Regions from separate parts of the Danio rerio genome. Here region 1 is linked to region 2. A link is a contact called in public Micro-C data. All regions are on one chromosome and are shown on one strand. Each heading gives the region's core, a stretch centred on a gene start, on an enhancer-like site or on the middle of the called end of the contact. The rest is flanking DNA. Distances are from core to core; before and after follow the strand shown.

Region 1 (4,740 bases), core at 2,153-4,652, 81 kb after region 2:
TGTCTAAATATTATAAATATTATAAATATTAAATATTAATGACGCTGTTTTGACACTTTGAGACATGAGACATTTTAATTACAAATCCCGTTTGTTCCACTGAAAACGTGATTAGAATAATAATCATGACAATTACAAAGCCTTATAACAACAAGTTTTGTTGTCTTGGTAATGTCAAGTTGTTATGACAAAGATGAAGTCTGGTTGTGATGTATTTGTTTGTCAAGTTGTCATAACAAACAATGTCATCTTGCATTTAAAATTGCTTAACTGACCAAAATTGCACTTAATAAGCTCTTTTTTAATGATTTAGGTGCAAAGTTTAAAGCGCTTTGCACAAAAGCATGTAAGGCATGTCTGAACCCACACTGGCTTATTAAGGACAGAAAAAATGGTTTGTGCCCTGGTGCACAGTCTAATGCTGTGTTCACACCAGACATGACACGCATGGATAAATCGCGCTATTTGCATGTAAATAGATGCGTGAACATTTTCACTCGAGTTTACTCAATTCATTTGCGTGTCAAATCCGCTTCATTCGCACATCAAACTCACTTCACAGTAGAAACAGATTTGCATTATGCGTTGATAAAAACTTGGATGATGGAGGCTTTCAGCGGTGCTTCAGGCTGAGTTGAGCCCAGTTTGATCATCTGTTGCCCCTACTAGCGAAAGCTCCTAATTTGTTAACGCAGCGTGAATGTCCACTGAAGTTCAGATTTTCTAACTTGATAATTTCAAGAGTTCACACTTAGCTGATGACTGATTATAGAGCTTGTTTGGCATGCTGTCCTGGGAGAGAGCCCTGAGCTCATAAGATCCTCGAGTCCGGGGCTCCCTCCTGTTTGCAAGGCGAGAAGGGAGTTTGAGCTCAGGTAGATCTCGAGAACTCCCTAGCTGTAGTAACTAATGAACAGGTAGTGATTGCTCTTAAGAGGTAACTATTTACTTGGAGCATGTCTACGGTGCCAATTTGGATTAGTCAATTAACTTAAGTTGCATGTTTTTGTATGGTGGGAGGAAACCGGGGAACCCGGGGGAAACCCACGTGAGCAAGGGGAGAACGTGTAAACTCTGCACAGAAACGTTGGCTGGCTTGGAGAAGACTAGAACCTAGGACGTTCTTGCTGTGAGGCAACAGTGCTAACCAATGGGCCACCGTGCCACCCATCTAGGTAAGGAAGAAGAGTAGGGGTGGAAGGGGGGATTCTTCAAAATGAAGATGGCTGTTATATGGAACTTAGGGTATTTATAGTGGCTTAGGAATCGTCTGATTGGTGAATCATAAATTGAATAATGCATGGCTAGCTGCAAGCAATCATAAACACGTGATCCTCTCAAAATTAGTTTATAAATAAACTTCACTTCGCGTGAAACGCGCAATAAGCACGTCAATTACGCAAAACACTCCACTCACGGCGCTTTATTCACGCAAAACGCGGTATTCGCACCGCCTCATTCACGCGTATTTTGCCGCAGGATGTCTATTCGTGTCTCAGCATTGACTTAACATGTAAATCACTTGCGCTTCATGCTTTTTCGCTTCTGGTGTGAACGCAGCATAACAGGATTTTGCTTATTCTCTTAATGAGTCAGCTGCGTTGCGACATGGTGCATTTTAAATGGCGGACTTTATAAGTGGAAAAACCGAATGCTTCACTTGCAAGAAAGAACTTAAACAGACCATCTGCAGCATGAGGATAAAGAATGAGCTTCCTCCATTCACCATCTCTTTACTTTCTCTTTACTGTACCTTACTCATTACTTTACTCCTTTACTTTTGTGGATAAGTAAACAGTGTTGTATGTACTCCACTGAAGACATCCATTATCCTACATATTTAATAAAAGATCTGTTCCAAAAATATTTCTAAAATCAGTTCTAATTTCCAGCAAATTAATAAATGAACAATAATAACAAAGTGTGGTCATGTCCAAACACATCCTATTCTAATGCCCTATATGCTGATGCAGACGTCTCTAAAACCCAACAGGTAGATAAATCTAAACTTTTTAAAATTAAAACAAATATAAATATGTATGTATACTGCTAATAATAATAATAATAACATTATAATAAAAAATGCAAATTGTCATGGATAAAGTAAAAAAAAAACCGAGATGAAGGCATGAAGTAGTATTTTTTTTTTATATATTTATGTAGTAAATAATAATTTTGTAACATTTTAATCCTTTAGTATTTTTCATATGTAAAGATATGTGTGCATTGCTTTACATTCTGTGTGTATTGAGCGTTTGAACCTGCATAGGTGCTCTGCCCTAGACTTTAGAGCAGGTTTTATTTGGTCAATGGTGAGTTCTTTTTCAATTTCTCAAAAGAGAAGGCACCAACAATGCGCAATGCGCCTTAACACAACTCTTTTTTAGACCAGCATACCCATGAGTCCACAAAGTAGTGTAAATGTATTTGCTATGTAAAAAAATGCGGTGCGAAACATGAAAATTAGGGTTGCGCTGGTCTGAAAATTAGCAACAAATCGTGCCAAACATGTCTTGCGCCGTATTGCACTGGGTGTATGATAGGGCCCAATAACTTAATAATGTCATAGTCATGTATAAAAATTGATTCATGGCATGTCATGTTAATATTATAAAGGTTTCATGACAGTCTTATTGTCTGTAGTGTATGTGTGTGAATGTGTATGGGTGTTTACCAGTGATGGATTGCAGCTGAAAGGGCATCGTCTAAGTAAAACAAATGTTTTTAAAAAAGTTAGTTTTTTAAATCAGTATAGTTGACATTTATAAGCTGTCAATTGATGCACACTTCTGTTATTAAACCTTTTTTTTTGTACTGTCAGAAGATTATACAGTATATACTGAAACAGATATGCTTTATATTAAAAGAAGAAATATACATCTTTTACAGTCTGACACTAATCTAAGCACACTTTGATTAGAGTTAAGACTTATTCCATTCTTATTTAATACAGTCCAGAAACAAAAACATAATATCCAAACTGTTTTATGACACATACTTTACCACCCCTGTCATTCCTGATTCAGAATTACTTTCTTACGTGATTGTTATCATAACTAAAAACACATTTTCTTTGCTTCAGAAAAAGAAGAAAGGGCGGAAGACTGGAAAGAAGAAGAAAAAGAAAGAGAAAGACCTCACAGCTGACAGGTTTGTACAACTAAACCAGTGGAAAATACAAAGTCTGTTTCACAAGAATATATAATACCATAGTTCAATCATTGCTAAAATAAATTTGACCTTTGCCACTGTGACCGAGAGATGTAAATCACGTGTTAAGACACCGGAACACTGTGGGATTTCGGCAATAGAGGGATTGTGCTTCTGGAAAGTGCTCGAGTGTTATTGTGAATGTCAGAGTTTGGAGCTCACAGGGTGACTGGCGGACATCCATGTGGAACGCAAGAATTCATGGCTGGCTTTGAACACTGTGATGTAATGGAGGGTTGCGTCAGATACGCTGCATGACTGATCAGTTTGCAATGCTCTTTCTGTTTTTCTCTCTATTAAACTGTCTCTATTTTTTGTCTTCCCTATATAGGACCATAGAATCTCTATATGAGGAACTTGTCCTGGAAGGCATCATAATCAGGCCAATGAATGTCAAGCTGTCAGATTACATAGGTAAAAAACAAACACTTTTACTACTGAGACAAGTCACTAGTATCCCCTTTAAAAGTGTCAGTGAGTGAACTCTGCTTTAATACTTGAACTAAGCATTTTATATTTGTGTTTTTTCAGATGTATCACAGTTATATTTTTGTTTAAATGGTGTACATATTTGACAGCACTTTAAAAAAATCTGTATAATTTAAAATAAAAAATCTGCTTAAACAATGTTAATAATAATCAATCCAGGCTCATTCTAAAAACGTACCGCTATATACATATCTGGAGAGTGCCAAATACGTTCCAGAAGCTACGTTTTTTGCAGTTTTTATTTCCGTGAATCCACTAGAGGCCACTGTGTACACTTTGTCAGATCTCCTCGCATAAATCCACCAGAGGCTGCTGTCGACTGAATGACAGAGCGATCGATTGACCCACCCTCCTTTCCTAATCCCAATTATTAGTGTTTTCAAAAGCACCGATTGACCCAAACCACCCGCTTCCAAAAAACCCAGCCAACGTTTTTAAAAAGCAGTCCAGAAAAGAAAGCCCTCGCCTGATTTTTACCACGTTTTCATGCTTTACCACATTCTCACCTTCTTATTTGCTTGTTTATTTTTTGGCTTCTGTTTTTGTCGTACCTGCTTTGGAATCGTTCTTCCCCAGACTCAAACCCTGTCGTTGTGATCAACACCTCTCTGCATCTCAAGTCTGCCAACGTACATGGCAAGCTAACTAGACAAACTGTTAATAGCGGGAAAACTGTCCATACGGAGGTAAGCCCCGTAGCATTCGTTTTAAAGATGAACTTCAGCCATACGTTCTTCTGCCTACATAAATTGTGATCTCCAGAAATGTTTATAGGGCTACGTTTTCCGAATAAGCCTATGTTGTTTGTAATACACTGACAAAAGCTCTTCTAAAGAGACTTTACAACGAGAAAAGAAACCTATTATTATGTAGAAGGTTCTCTGTGTGATTTATACAACAACTAAATACCATTATTGTAGCACACATGGCACTAAAGTAATGCAATAAAACATTAGTTATCAACATTAGATGTAATATAAAACTCTACTGAACATGACTGATGAAAAAAAAACTAAAAATTACCATGGTAATGTCAACTAA
Region 2 (5,493 bases), core at 2,555-5,054:
AGAGGGCGTACAGCAAGGCCCTCTGGCTGAAGGTGCTGTGGCACACTTCCACATGGGAGACATTATCGTCAAGAGTTGAGAAGTTCAGTTCACCCAGTGCATCCAAAATGTCATTGAAATCATTCACGTTCACACTCATCTTGGTCCGTCTTTGTTATCGTCAGCACTTCAGTGACCTGAAACAAAAGAGAGAGGCAGTTATGATATGTAGGCAGAATAAAAAAACATAAGCAGGGACCAATTAAGCACAGAGGGACGGAAAAGGGATAACAAAGAAAGTTTATTTTAAAACACACATAATCTGAAACATCTCGAGCGCACCAGGATCTCTCTTCAGGGGGTAGGATCTTGTACTATTTAATAGGATCAATTCCTAAATAGTTTTTGTGCATGGGTTTATTTCCCAGGGTTACTGGGTTGTATAAAATTTAAATCATCTAAGATGAAAAGAATGATGATATATTGTAATAAATAAAATTAAATATACTTTTCAGGTTTATTTAAATGTACTCTATGTATTGAATGTTAACTAATTAAACTGTTAAAATGCAATTAAATGAAATATTTTTTCAAATAAAATATATTGTGTTCTTTGGTAGTAAGAAAAATCTGTACAATCAAAGTGGTTAAATGTTAACATTTTTTATTTGATATTTACACACTTAGGCTTGTCACGATATCTATTTTTGTTGTATGATATATTGCACCAAAATAAATTGCGATGAACAATGTTATTGTCATTTTAAGACCATTTTATGTCACCTACTATATAATGAGAGGCGATGCAGTTGCGCAGTACGTAAGGCTGTCAACTGCGCAACTGCATCGCCTCTCATTATATGAATGTTAACATTTAACCACTTTGATTGTACAGATTTTTCAATTTAAGTTATTCATAAATATTATCATTTGTTCAAACCACATGACTTTTTAGAATATTAATGACCTTTGCCTTGTTTTAAAAAGTAGATTTTTCTGAAATTAATGGATCAAGACACAATAATCAATGTCTATATGATGGTTGGACCACAAGACTAGGCCCACATGGAATCTGCGCGTGCAGAAATCTGCACATTTCTAAAGTTTTTTATCCCATTATGGTGGGGAAACCGTCTATGTATTTACCTCAATAAATGTGTGTGAATTGATATTATTTATACAGTTTTTAGATTAAGTTCACTAATATTTTTGTGATATAACAATGGTAATATCAAAATGTTCTTATGATTTTTTTACAACTCAGTTTGTAAAGTAATATTTTCTGTGTTTTAGTAGATATATTAAATGAGACTTGGTTTGTGTACCAAATTAGTGAATATATTTGCAGTTGCATTGTAAATATTAAATAAAAGTAAAAAATGTATTAATATTTATTTAGTAAATTACGTTTTTAGTTATGATACTCCTAAAATCATTACGCAAAATCTGCAGAATTTTTTTACAAAATTCTCAGCAGAAATAGCAAAAAATGTCTGCTGATTGTGTCTGGCCCTACACATGACTAATTTAGCGGACACATTTTAAATAATGTAATACATAATATGTAAATATTACTTCATTAATTGCATGTAATATTTTCAGACTAAACTAATAAAAAGCAAAGACTTCAGTGCTCAAAGACTGTGCTGTACTTCTGTACAGAACATAAGGTCTAAATGCCCAGCAGCAAAACTATAAAACTCAGATGGTTGAGCAAAGGCTTGTTGGCAGATGCATTGACCCAGTGAAAATCCAAGCAGATAACCATGGCAAATGGGAGGCATTTTGGCTATGCAAAAAGTTCAGCTCAAGCAACAGGCCAGTGAAGTGATCTGAATGAGCAGAGTATAGCCCTTCTGAAAGCATTAGAAAAAGACTGATGCCCGATGGGAGTAAGGCAGGTCAGAGGGGAGGATGGGCAACCGCTGCGACACACAGGGGTGAAAGGGTCTTTTCTCAAAAATGATATGCTCAGCTTGAGGACTTGATGCCAGGCTTTGAACTGACAAAAGCTAAAAAGAACAGAGAGCAGCCACACTGGCGCTCTGTCAAAGTTTTTCATTTACACTTACTCAAACACAGATGCACATGCGTCTCTAATCACACATATTTGATCTTCAACCCCCAGGGTTTGCATAGTAATGAAAACACTGATGCATTTCAGTGGGCTTTTAAAAAGATTTCTCTGCACAGTGAAGCAGAAAAGATAAACACTGTTATGCTCATTCTTAATATGTCATTTCTGAAGCACTGACTGAGAAGATTAAACAAAATATCAGCTTACAATTGGCCTGGCATAAAAAATACAACTGCAAGCGTGCTGTGTTTTGCTAAAGAGCCATCAGGAGAAAGAGTTTGTTTAGGCTTGTTTATTTTCATTCCAAATCAACCCGCTGTTTTTGACCCCGGAACACGGTTAACGCCTGACCTTAATATCATTAAAGGAAATATGAGAAGAGACACAGCTGCTCTTAATGCATCCTGTGATCTAGAGTGCTGCAAGATTCCCCAATCTCCTCTGAAACATACATATTTTACAGCTTTCCACTTTGACATCATTAAGGAGACAGAGAGGGCAGCGTAAACCTCTGACCTGACTTACCAGGTGCAATTGAAAAAAATCAGGTGCCATAAAAAGTGATGGTCCATTACAGACGGCCCCAAGCACCACAATCACGTCCCCTAGCCTTGTTGTAAAACTGCTGCATTTACACAGCTCAAACACAGCGGCCCCTCACCTGATCTCACAGCCCCAGGCTGCGAGCACACTTGCCCGCACAAAGAGTTAGCTGTGCGGACACACCGACTCTCCATTCAGTCCCTCCTTCCCCCTCTCTCCCTGTCTCTTTCACTTGAAGTCTCTAAGTTTCCTTGAAACTCAGTATTGTCTCAGTCCAAAGTGTTTTGCAAGCATAGAAGGAAAATATCAGCCATGGTAAAAGCATTCATTCACTTCATTGTAAGTGTAATTGTGAAAAAGGAACAAAAGCATGGGGGGTAAAACAAATCCCTTGTTTGGATACTGGATGGAAACTAGATACCAGGATGAATTATAGAAATGTAAATCAATTATTTTACATTAACTTTCAGATTTGTGTTCACTGGAAAGAAATAATCATATATATGTGTGTGTCTAAAATAAAATAATTTAAGTTGCCTGTCTTAACATTTACTGAGGAGTTTTAACAGCAACGAAAACTGCTCATCATTAAAATTTTGTCCCAGATTTACAAACATTTCACAAAACAATATAAAACTCAAGCATAACAACCTCATTATTTACATTAGTTGATTTACATGATTTTTTTTTTCAAAACAAACCAAAAAGAGTTATTCTACCTAACCATATTCAAGGTTCTACTGGTAAAATACACTTAATATCTGCATTATGTAAGCTTAAAAAGTATTTGTTTATGTTTCATGAAGTAATATTATTGGACAATGGTATTTAAAGGGACGAATACGCGGGATGGCACACTGATAATCCACACATCTCCAGCTGAGAGATTCAGGCTCGGTTAATTTGTTTTTAAATGTGCCTTTTTAAAAGTATAGAATCAAAGCAAGTTGGTTTTGGGATCTAATTTAAATCTGATATCTTCTAAACATCTTACAGAAGTATAATCATACAGTATATGGTCCGATACGAGCGCAAAACAGCTGCATTTTAAAACAAAATCTCTCACACAAATAAACACAAACGAACAAAACGATAAAATGAACTTACGATGTGGTTTGGTGCTCCTAGACGTTTAATCAAGCCTTTGGTAATGAGATTCCGATGCCTGGAGAAAATGTCAAAGTCTTGTAGATATCCGTACGAGAGAGAGGATGGCGTGATTGTCCCTCTGCGCTCTGACTGCACTTGCTCATATAGTGCTGAGAGTTACGCCTCCCGAGGCAGATCGGAAAAGTGAATCACTCAAGTTTCTGTCCAACAACAATGTGAATGGCGGACGTGCGACACATCGGATTTCCACTCCCATTTTAAATAGCAATCCACACAAAAAAATCTGTTGGAATAACAGAATAAGCTTTTGTGTTTTTGTTTTCACACGAGAGTTGTTTAGAAAAATCAAAGCAGCATATCCATGCGAAAGTTTCATTGAGGACTTGTAAAATCCTTACACAAGGCTGAATGTACACATATTAGCATTATTTATTACCTATTTAAATGAAGCATATACATATGAATGTTTGTTTGTACATATGTATATAGGCTACATGTATGTTTGCTCTATTTAATCTATAGTTTTTGTTGGGTGACATTTTGAATTAGCCATTAGGCTATATCGTTACTATAACAAAAAAACATTTTGCATTGCTAACATATTAAAATTCACTTTTTAGGCTAGGTTATTAGGCAGAAATTGACATTGTCATTTGAATGTACCAGTTAATGTTTTATTATAATGTTATTATCATTATTTACAGTGCTCAGCATAATTGAGTACACCCTATGTTTATTATTTATTCATTTTCTTTCTGCTTAGTGCCTTTATTAATCAGTGATCACCACCTATAGAGCATGTCTTTGGACTGTGGGGGAAAACGGAGCAACCGGAGGAAACCGACAATAACACATAGAGAACATGCAAACTCTATACAGAAATGCCAACTGATCCAGCAGATGCTCGAAAAAGCAACCTTCATGTTTTGTCTTGCTGTGAGGCGATAGCCACAGTGTAACCGCGCTACCAATATTTCTTCATGATGCTAGAAAAAGAGATTCAATGTATTGGGAATGTAAAGGGATTTCTAAGCAATTAAAACAGTTAATATATGCTCCTCCCTTGACATTTTTCCATAAAAAACGTTTGTATATATGCATTTCCTGTAGTAAAGGTGCATTTAATAACTCTTCTTAATAACTAAAATTGGACAAATATGTGCAATATATTTAAATGTAATTTGATAATTATGTGCCTTCTCTGTTTTATCTTTATTTATTTATTGTTTTTATTTTTCTCATTTAATCTTCATTTGTTAAGGAATGTGAAGTGATTTTGTTGTATATTAAAACCACATGCTGGTTCTTGTTAATAAAGCAAAAAAATAAAAAAATAAAAATTTAAATTCGCCGCCCACACCCCATTTTAAAAATTAATATTTGTATCCATTTCTCAGTGAATAGGCAATGTGTTTTGGTGCATTTAAACAAAACAGATTAATTAAACAGATATTTTTATTAAAATAATATTTTAGTTACCAAACAAATTGAAAGATCAAACAATTAATTCAAGCAAAATATTGCAAAAGAAATTACAACCTACAAAATGTTTAAGTTTTTTTGTTTTTTCTTTTCTTTTGATTTTTTCTCTTTTTAAAACTTGTATTTAAAATTTTTCGATAACATAAATCTGGGTACACTAGTTTTTGGACCATTATCGTAAGTTATTTTGTTAGATAAGCTCCAGATTTGGATTAAGTACTAAGTAATCTATATTGTACTGTATATGCACGAATAAAAATACAAATATGAATTTAAAAGATAGATTTGTGAGGAGTGTACTT

What was found. A called contact is a pair of places that touch in the nucleus more often than the background predicts.
Region 1: a contact with region 2 is called in a Micro-C map of caudal fin, with 1.6 times the contacts expected there. The contact joins the enhancer-like site here to the promoter of ackr3b in region 2. A contact is called at or near these places in 2 of 18 Hi-C or Micro-C datasets (caudal fin and an unstated tissue).

The regions. Positions count from the first base shown.
Region 1 is chr6:16,804,414-16,809,153 of GRCz12tu, forward strand. It overlaps drc11 (dynein regulatory complex subunit 11), which reads left to right. Exons shown (of 18, transcript NM_001098731.2): 12 at 3,083-3,150; 13 at 3,542-3,624. Among named protein-coding and RNA genes, the nearest start is that of pimr197, 62 kb to the right of the region's middle. Within about 2 kb of position 3,403, at least 14 of the 62 cell types and tissues checked have an H3K27ac peak or open chromatin away from gene starts, as enhancers often do. A contact at or near this core is called in caudal fin, where this site is marked.
Region 2 is chr6:16,723,221-16,728,713 of GRCz12tu, forward strand. ackr3b (atypical chemokine receptor 3b) reads right to left here and starts at 3,805. Exons shown (of 2, transcript NM_001083832.1): 1 at 3,707-3,805; 2 at 1-176. The coding sequence starts at 139.